Linked DNA regions of Ovis aries: regions 2 and 3 are each linked to region 1. The links are chromatin contacts, called in public Hi-C maps. All regions are on one chromosome and are shown on one strand. The core of a region is the stretch at or near the end of the contact, and the rest is flanking DNA. Distances in the headings are between cores, read along the strand shown.

What was found. A called contact is a pair of places that touch in the nucleus more often than the background predicts.
Region 2: a Hi-C map of hypothalamus shows a contact between it and region 1, with 2.3 times the contacts expected there. The contact joins the promoter of FAM83H here to the promoter of RHPN1 in region 1. A contact is called at or near these places in 3 of 16 Hi-C or Micro-C datasets (hypothalamus, liver and tail adipose tissue).
Region 3: a Hi-C map of hypothalamus shows a contact between it and region 1, with 3 times the contacts expected there. The contact joins the promoter of MROH6 here to the promoter of RHPN1 in region 1. A contact is called at or near these places in 7 of 16 Hi-C or Micro-C datasets (blood, hypothalamus, liver and 3 more).

What each region holds. Positions count from the first base shown.
Region 1 is chr9:14,225,492-14,228,664 of ARS-UI_Ramb_v3.0, forward strand. RHPN1 (rhophilin Rho GTPase binding protein 1) reads right to left here and starts at 1,433. Exons shown (of 15, transcript XM_042253969.1): 1 at 1,250-1,433. The coding sequence starts at 1,327.
Region 2 is chr9:13,970,427-13,973,599 of ARS-UI_Ramb_v3.0, forward strand. It overlaps FAM83H (family with sequence similarity 83 member H), which reads left to right and starts at 1,492. Exons shown (of 7, transcript XM_042253957.2): 1 at 1,492-1,738. All of the region lies in intron 3 of IQANK1 (IQ motif and ankyrin repeat containing 1), which reads right to left.
Region 3 is chr9:14,090,046-14,093,218 of ARS-UI_Ramb_v3.0, forward strand. It overlaps MROH6 (maestro heat like repeat family member 6), which reads left to right and starts at 1,704. Exons shown (of 14, transcript XM_027973348.2): 1 at 1,704-1,989; 2 at 2,124-2,276; 3 at 2,398-2,552; 4 at 3,083-3,173. The coding sequence starts at 1,741. It overlaps NAPRT (nicotinate phosphoribosyltransferase), which reads left to right. Exons shown (of 12, transcript XR_006060768.2): 12 at 1-2.

The DNA of each region.
Region 1 (3,173 bases), core at 183-2,682:
CTTGAAGGCGGGAGACCATAGTTCCCTCTGAGGCCTGCAGCCAGCACCCCTCATGGTCTCGTGACCCCAGCGCTCCCTCCAGGACGCAGGCTGGCTGCATGACTTGGCGGGAAGTGCGACTGTGGCCCAGTTTGCAGTGCTGGGTGGCGCTCACCCCCATTTCCACACTGGGTGGTGAAGGGGTCTGCCAGCTCGTGCATGTGTGGAAGAACCCCCACCTGATGGAGAAGAGCAGCGAGCCTCTCCCACGCCCTCCCTGCTCCAGCCCTGGCAGCACTGGTCTAATGGATCCCCCAGAAGCCCAGGAGGAAATGGCAGAGGCAGTGGCCAGAACTGGCTAAGTGTGCCAGGAACTAGGCCAGCGCAGGCCTGGTAACAGACTGCAAGATGGTTGGTGGGGCCAGGCCTCACACCCTCCCTGGTGCAGGTGCAGCTACGCTTGGCGGCACCGGCCTGAAAACTCTCGCGTGTGTGGATGCCCAAGGCCTGGCATAAACCCTGGGAAGCCTTTCAGTGACTCCCAGGGAACAGCCAGGCTCCCGGGCTGCAAGGTGAGGCAACCAGAGCACGAATCCTCCCCAGACACAGACTCACATGTCTCCACCCTCCTCCCTTGCACAGCTTTTCAGTCCTGGAAACAGTCCACAGTCCACAGCCCCCGCGGGATCAGGGGTTTCAGGAAGGGACAGAGGTGCGGGGAAGTGAGGCGGGAGAAACCACCTGCTGGGAAATCCTCCAGCCATTTCCTGTACCCGGGTGCATCAGCCACCTGTTGCTAAAAGTTCCATCAAACACAGAGCTGGGTGGCCAGGGCACAGCTGAACAGCCCTAGGAGAGAGGGAACAGCTAGGAAAGGGGGAATGACATGCCAGGAACAGACACGAAGGCCACGGGCTGTCACTGACCAGAGTCCAGCGCCTGCCAGAGATGAGGGTCCTGGAGTGTTGTTCCCAGAAACCACAAGCTGGACTTGCGCTCCGACCTGCTCCGGTCGACGCAGGAGGCGTCCCCCAAACGCACTAGACAGGAGTCCAGCGGCCGGGCTCTGGCTCCGCACGGGGCCCCAGTTCCCCACCGTTAAGCCCACCTTACGCGACGTTTCGCCCCGGAGTCCAGCGGCGCGAGAAACCAGTGCCGATCCCGCAGCCGAGCGCTCGCCCGCGGCAGCGGGCAACAGGAGCGGCCGGGTTTGGGAACCCACCTCCCGGCGCCCCCCGGCCGCCGGCCGCCGGCCGCCGAGCGCTCCCACCTTGCGGATGGGGCCCGCTTGCAGCCGGGCGCTCTCCTCGCCGGCTCCCGGGCCGTCCGATCTGTCCTCGGGGACCATCGCCGCCCGCTGCTCGGGCCGCGTCCGCCTGGAGGCCGTCGCCAGCGCAGGGACCCCCGGAGCAACGGACTCCTCACTGCCCTCTCCTGGGGGTGGCGGCCCCGCCGGCAGGAGGGGCGGGGCGCAGGCCGCCGAGCGTGCGAAACTTCCCGCTGCCCAATCGGCGGCCGCGGCGACTCCGACGGACAGCAGCGCTGGCCAACCAGAGCGTGAGGGAGGTGGTTCTCGAAGCCAGGCCCTGCCCACTCGTGTCCGCGGAGCCCCAGGGGAATGCGGTCGCCCCTGGCAACCGCCGGCCGGCGGAAAAGGGAGAAACAAGGCGCCGCGCACAGCCCAGGGGCAGCCGGGGTTCCACCCGCCGGGCGGCGGGGCCTCCGCAGGGCTAGTCCGAAGAAAACACCCGCGATGGCTTGTTAACGGATTTCCTGGCACGAGCGCCCGTGCAGCCCTTAAGGTCCGCTTTTCTGTCTCCGCTCGGGGACCCAGACTCTGGCCTGGTGGCCCCAGTGCGGTGCCGTCCATTGTCACACTTCCAGAAACCGCTTCCAGAACCTTCCTCCGGAACCTGCCTCTGGAGCCCACACTCCAGAACCCCCCTCGGCAACCTGCTTCCAGAATCATCTTACTTTCACCACCTACATCTAGAACTGACTTACCTCCCGGGACCAGCCTGCCTCCAGAACCGAACTCTCCCTAACCTGCTCTCCCTGCAGAGTTACCCCAGGCCCTTAATAATTTCTCTAGTTATGGCAACTCTGGAACGCACTCAGATTTCATGTGGGGCTCACCTCACCGAAGAGCAGGGGCAGGAACACCAGAGCATATGCAGTAGCCATAGCAAATCTTCAAGTTCTGATAAATTTCCAGCCTTGTCCATAGTAACCATCTCCCCAGGGTCCCTGCCATGCCTCGGTGCAGAGCCCTGGGCCCCTCCCCAAATGGCCAAGCCAGAGCCTGGCTTTCCCCAGAGCTAAATCCTGTAAGCTAAGCTCTTTGGCTAACCCTGGCCATCTGAAACAATAGTAACAGAAAAATAAGGTAATTGTTAACTCCGAGGAAAATAAAATGTAACACAGAATATGACCTGACTTAGCTGTGTATTTCAGGTTGTCCTGGCAGCTTGACCATAGAGGACCATGATAAGGAGTTTCTGTTAGGAGGAGGAGAGAGGGGAAGGGTGAAGAAGTGGGTGAGAGAAGCTGAAGCTTCATCCTGCTGAGGGGGAAGTCAGCAGATAAGGCCTCAGTTAGAAAGCAGAATTCCAGGTGCAGAAGCATGAGGTCCGGGACTCCCCTGGTGGCGCAGTGGCTAGGAACCCATCTGCCTATGCGGAGGACACAGGTTTGATCCCTGGTCCAGGAAGATGCCACATACCATGAAGCAACTAAGCACCACAAGTACTGAAGCCCGCGTGATCCAGAGCCTGTGTTCCATTACAAGAAAAGTCACTTCAAGGAGAAAGACGTGTCTGGCAAGGAAGAATAACTCCCACTAGTACAACCAGAGAAAGCCTGCACAAAGCAACAGAGACCCAGCACAGCCAAAAATAAATGAAGAGATAAGTAAAGAAATAAAAACCTCCAGTTACAGATGCTTGTTCTTTGGAACTGTGGGATTCAACACCAAATCTGCCGCTCAGAGTTATAAGCGGTCACCCCTGGGGAGGCGGTGGGGCCCCGGAGGAGGTTCCTTCTTGGTTCAGCAGGTTTTAGAGACCTGAGGCTGGTAAAGCTCCAAACCTTCTATAACAAAGTAACCCCAAAACTTGTGTTTTGAAGAATGGATGTCTAGTAATTGACAACAAAAAGCATCCAAAATAAAAGGAAACCATTGGAAACGAAGAGAT
Region 2 (3,173 bases), core at 242-2,741, 260 kb before region 1:
TAGAACTAGAAGAGGCATTCACACCCACCTGCCACTCTCTGACCCTGTGATGTGTGACCGCCTAACCTCTCTGTGCCTCAGGATCCCTTTCTCTAAATGGGGTGATGGCAGTCACACTCTACAGGGCTTTGCAACAGTCCAGTAATAGAACCGGTGAGTCCTGAGAGTAACTGCTCAACTTGTGTTCTTGATTGAGCAAGAACTAAGAGAGCAGAGGAGCAGCGGACCCAGCTGCCAGGCTCAGCGTGAAGGAAAGGGCAGGGAGAAGGTGTACACGCGCTGCCAGACGATGCGGCATTCAGGAGACTGGGGAAAACAAGCAGAGGAGCCTGCTCTCCACAGGCACCGCAAGCTGGGGAGGAGCTCAATAAAAACAGAAATTCAAGGGATCAAAGACAAGAGGGAAAAAACGGAACGAGGAGACAGATTTTAGAGTCATCACAGAAAAGATGGAAGACAATTCTCAGTTCTGCAGGCCAACAACTACAGCAAGAGCAGCCAGAAACCAAGCCCGCGTGGTGCAGAGTCGGGCACGCAGGTGAGGGCACAGTGAGGACAATGACTTAGTGTCTCTGGAATGTGGAGTCTAGTGATGGGGAAAGTATTTAGAGATAAAACACGCAAAATTTTCTGAAATGAATCTTAAGACAAAAAGGACAAAGAATACACCAGGGAGCAGAACAGCTGGCATCGGATACGTCCTATTTAAGTTGCTGGCCCTTAAGGAAAACGTTATTCAAGCACCCAAGTAGGAAATAAATCCAACTGTGCTCTCCTGGGACATTTTATAGCGACATCAAATGTAGAAGTCAGCAAATGAGCGCAGCCAAATAAATAAATATTTTTAAAATAAACACTCTGACAGGCACCAGAAGGTGCCAGGAAACAGACCCTAGCGACACGTGCACGCAGTATACTTGGTCGCGTTTCTGTCCTTGACCTGGCACCCAGCTCCCTAGCCGTGGGAGAGACATGAGATGCCAGTAACGGGGTGAGAAGCGCAGAAATCACAGTGAATCAAATTCGCACCTGCGGCTGAAAGGGAAGCCAGCGTCCCTTCAGGACAGGGCCCAAGACCCACGTCGGTGTGCACAGATCTGCCTTCCAGCCTCCCAGAGGCCCCGGTCCACTGACTAGGGTTACCAGGCCCTGGAGGAAGGACAGCAGGCAGACACTGGGGACTAAGCTCTGGTTCTGAACCAGTTTCCAGGGCCCCCAAACACTGCCGTGTCCACTGGTCAAAGTGGGGCTTATCACGCCCAGAAGACACTGGCCGAGCTGTGCCTGGATTCCTGATTCACAAAGACCACGAGCTGAGACACGGCCGCTCCTATGGCAGAAGGACCTGCGGGCAGGCAAAGCGGACGACCCCCGCACTGCGCGGAGGGAGCTCACACGCGTGCGGAGGCAGCGTGTGCGGAGGCCGCCAGCCCCGGGCCTGGACGCCCAGTGATGCAGGCCCTGCGGACGCTCCGTTTATCCCGCCAGCAGGGGGCGCGGGAGGCGGCGGCAGCGCAGCGCCGCCCGCCTGCTCGACGCCCCTCTGCTCTGGCGCTGCCGGGCAGCGGCCACACCTGCCGGCTCCCGCAGCCGGCCATGCGCGCCAGGATGCCTCCTTCCGCCTTGCCCGCCGGGAGCGGTCTTTCTGAATCATGATGACCTCGCCCGAAGCCCCCTTTGCTGCACCCAGGCCAGTAAGGAGCGTCAGGGGCTGAGAAGATGGAGCAGGGAGGTGCAGGTGAGCTCCGGGAAGAGACCCACGGCGGCCCAACAACGCTTATTTGTTTAAGCCTCCCCCTGTGAGGGTTCAGAGGAGAGCCCTGCATCAAACAATGAGAAACACCCGTGACCTCACCCTCTGCAGGCTGGGCTGGTGCTGGGAGGCCAGTGGGCTGTCCTCAGGTCAATGGGAGATGGGAGCCCAGAACCGAAGAGGCTGAGCAACAGCAGTGGACTGTGGGGCCAGGAGGCTATCGCCATAGGCAGCAGTCAGGGGGACAGTCAGGATGCAGAAACCCCAGGGCGAGAGGCAGGGCAGGCTCCATCCACCCGAAATCGGACATCAGCCACCATTCTTTCACCCACTTTTCAGACAAAAGTCAAGGTCAAAGACTCACAGCTGCTGGGAGAGAATGCCAGACGCCCTTGGTGGAGGCCCTGCAAAGCCTCTCCAAGAGCTCTCCCCAGGCTGGCATTCCCTTGCCAGCCCCGGAGGAGTTGGTGGCCTCTGTCAGGGTCAACGGTGCCCTGGGGAAACGGGAATAGACTTTTTGAGGCCTATAGACATGATATCTGAACTGACACTGCTGCCTGGGGGGAGGCGGAGGTGCACTGCCACATCATTATGGTCCTGTTTTCAGAGCGAAGGCTGAGGGACAGGCAGCGGTTTGGCCCCAGACCATTCCCAGGTCCATCTGGGACAGGGTCACTTGGCTGCTGGCAGAATGCTCACACTGGCTTCTTGACCAGCAGAGCTGTTACCGTAGCAAGAGCCAGAGGGGAGCTTGAGAAACTCCGTTCCCACCAGGACCGTGATCAAAATAGAACAATTTCCTGGAGGAACTGAAGAGGCTAATACCAGCACCAAAGACGTGAGAGACCCCTATAAATACAGTCAGCTGACCTTTGACAAAGGGGCAAAGGCAATGGGTGAAGCCAAGATGGTCTCTTTAATAGATGTTGCTGGAACACCTGGGCGTCCACACGCAAGAAAGTGAATCTGGACACAGATCTTACACCCTTCATGGAAATCAACTCAAGATGGATCACAGACCTGAATGGGAAACAAAACTGGAGCACTCCCTGGTGGCCTAGTGGTTAGGATTCTGGGCTTTCACTGATGCAACCTGGGTTCAATCCTGGGTTGGGTTACTGAGATCCCATATGTCTTACAATCAAACCAAACAAACGAAAACCCCCACAAAACTGATTTCTAGAAGGTAACAGAGGAGAAAACCCAGATGACCTTGCAATGACTTTTTCGGTACAACACCAGAAGCACAATTAATGAAACAACTGATAAACTGGACTTCATTAAAATGAAAATTTTCTTCTCTACTAAACACAGTCTGGGAGAAATGTTTGCAAAAGACACATCTGATAAAGGACTGTAATCTGAAATATACAAAGAACTCTTAAGACCTAACAGTAAGAGAACAACCTGATTTTAAAAT
Region 3 (3,173 bases), core at 454-2,953, 140 kb before region 1:
TCTGCACTTGTCATGTGTCATTTCTTCATCCAGCCTGCCACTCGCTGGACCCTCAGGGCTTCCTGGGGTGGACTGGAGTCAGGAATTAGTGAGAGGGTTTATGCTCCCAGGGGAGACCCCAGGCTGGCCAGGGTTCAGGAGTCAGCCCTATGCTGAGGCCTGAAGTCAGCTAAGGCTTATGGGAGGGTGTCCAAGGCTTGAGGAGCTGGACTCTAGGGGCAGATCGGGGCAGGGCAGGGGTATAGGGAATGGGGGGTGGTCTTTGCCCAACTAAGAGCTGAGGGAGTGGCTGGAGGCAGGAGCCACAGGGTGGGGTTGAAGCGCCAGCTGGAGGGGCTCTGGTATTCCCTCTGGGAAGGCTCGCTGGGATACCTCCACCTCCCCAAGGGGAGGCCTGGGTGTCCCCTGCCGCTGCTACTGGCAGGCTCCACGGGCCTCTGTGCCCCTGGGCTCCCCCCATCCGGCTCCCTCTTGGCTCTGGTGTGTCACAGTGTGGACCAGGCCTCGGTCGTGGGGACCCAGCTGCTGCCCCCGAAGTGCCAGGAAAGGCTTGGAGCGGTGGGGCCTGCCTGACCAGAGCCAGGGAGGAAGTTAGGGAGCAGGGGCCCGCCCTGGGCACCCGGCCAAGTCCTGGCTGCCCCGCCTCTGTGCAGCAGGCTTGTCAGGTCTCCACCTGCTTCCGTTCCAGGAGAGAGTGTCAAGGCTCTGCAGGACACGGGGGCCAAGGCCTCGGTCTCTTGTCCAGAAGGTGGGCAGCTCGAGGAACCAGCAAGGGCGTGGGGGAATGCTGACTGTCCAGGGGATGGCCCCCGGGCTCTCCCGCTGCTCAGGTATTTGGCAGGACCAGCTCTTCTGGCTCCCCCAGCCCAGGCTGGGCAGTGGCCACTGTGTTGCTGGGTGAGGATGACAGTGGGGATTTGGGACAAAGGCCTGGTCAGGCCTCCTGGGGAGAGGGGGGCTTGGAGAGAGATACACACACCCCTGCCAGCATGCACACAACAGAACACACCCAGGCCCAAGGCCCCCTCATGTCACCACTTCTGAGCTTTGCATTCTGGTGCTGGGACCCAGACCCTCCCCTAGTGACCCATCCAGTGATGTCAGTCACCTGTGAGGGCACCAGAGGCACTGGGCAGCTCCTCTTCTGCTGGCCCACCCCCAGGGCTGCTCTGAGTTCAAAGGGGGCGGCAGCTCTCGGACCATCCCCTTCCCGGAGGTCCGGTCAGGTGGGAACACGGAGGGGACAGCCCAGCCCCAGCCCAGGCCTAGCATGGGACTCGACTGCCTTTCAGGGCTGAGTCAGGCGAGGTCTCAGCTCAGGGCTGGGCCAGACCCTCAAGAGCTGTGCACGCTTGCCAGGATTCCCTGCCCAGCAGGGTTGGCGTTCAGGTCAAGGGCTCGCCTCCCTGCCACCACCCCCTTGTACTCCCTGCCCTGACAGATCCTCTGTCCCCCAGGGACCTTGCTTGGCCCTTTCCTAGGGCCCGGTGGGCAGAACTGGACCCCAGACACTCAGGCTGCAGGCAGCCTGGGCAGGAGGGCCCTCCCAAAGCCCCCGGCGGGTACCACACCTGGAGACACCTCTGTATGGCTCCCCACCTCCACCCTACACACACACACATACACACACGCCACCACGCCTGGTCCCGCCTGCCTGGGGCTTGCTTCTAGGTCAGACCTGGGCACGACTTCCTGGGAGGACCAGCAACAGGTGCTACAAGCTTGGCGTGTGCCACGGCCATGGCTGGGGGCATGTGGGGCCCTGCCCGTGGGGCCCCCGTGGGGGCCCTGACCCTGACAGCCCTGGCTGAAGGGATCCGGGCCAGCCGGGGGCAGCCCACGGGACCCCCTGCCCCAGGCCCTCAGCCCCAGCCTGAACCTGAACCTGCCGTGGCGGAGCCCGGGAGGGCAACCACCATCCCCACGGCTGGCGGTGAGCCCCTCTCCCCGCCCCTTCCCCAGGAGCCAGCCCCCGAGGGGCCCCAGCTGGTAAGCAGGAGGGCTGCCTGGGGGGAAGGGGAGGTAACGAGGGAGGGGGCTGGGAGATGGCAGAAAGGCTCTGTGGAGGGAGGAAGAGTGTGAGAGAGACAAGGGGGCTCCACATGCCCCCCCTCCACCCCCAGATTCCCCGGAGCTCCTGGGAGGAGGGGGCCCTCGCAGACCTGGCCATGTACACCGCCACCTGCCTGGAAGAGGCTGGCTTTGTGGGAACCCAGGAGACAGCGCTCACCCTGTCCTCAGCCCTGGAGGCGCGGGGGCACAGGCTGGAGGACCAGGTGAGCCCCCGGCCCCTCCCCACGGCCCCTCCAAGGCTTGGGGGGGCGGGATGAGCTGTGCCTGCTTGGCGGGGGCAGGGCTCACAGAGCCCTGACCGCCGCCCGCCGCCTCCCATGCCAGGTGCATGGGCTCGTGCGGGGGCTGCTGGCGCAGGTGCCCCACCTGGCAGAGGGGCGGCCCCGGCGGGCGGCGCTGCGGGTGTTGAGCGCGCTGGCTCTGGAGCACTCCCGGGACGTGGTGTTCGCACTGCTGCGCTGCTCACCGGCCCCGGACCGGTAACTTGCCCCGCCCCACCAGGCGCGCGTCGCATCGTCGGGGCCCCACGCGGCTTCCTTCCCCCTTCCGGCTTGGTCGTGGAGTCTGGCCCAGGCAGACGGAGGAGGGAGCCTTTCCCCTCCCCTCCTCCCTCTCGTCCTCCCGCTGCCCCTCCCACCTCGGGTCCTCTGCTGGTTCCTGGCTGCAGCCTGGCCTTCTCTCTCCCTGTCTGGGGGTGCCCGCCTGAGCAAGCCGGGTGGCTTCTGCACCCCCAACTCCCCTGGCTCTGGTTAGTCTGCCCCCAGGGAAAGTTATCTCTGGTTCCATTCCCCATGGTGACTGTTCGTGATGCCAGGCTTGTTGCTGGCCCGTTGGGGTCCCACGTGGTCTGCACAGATGCCGCTCGTCTTGCTCCTCAGGGATTGCCAGGGTGGGGTGGGGGGCAGTTAACCCTCCCTCCTCCTGCTGGAGTCCTAGTGGCTGCCTCCCCAATTTGGGGGCTCTCCTCACCCCAGCCCCAGACCCTGTCTCACATGCCCCATGCCCCCAGAGCGGCCGCTGAGCTCTGGCGCAGCCTGAGCCGGAACCAGCGTGTGAACGGACAGGTGCTGGTGCAGTTGCTTTGGGCGCTAAAGGGCTCA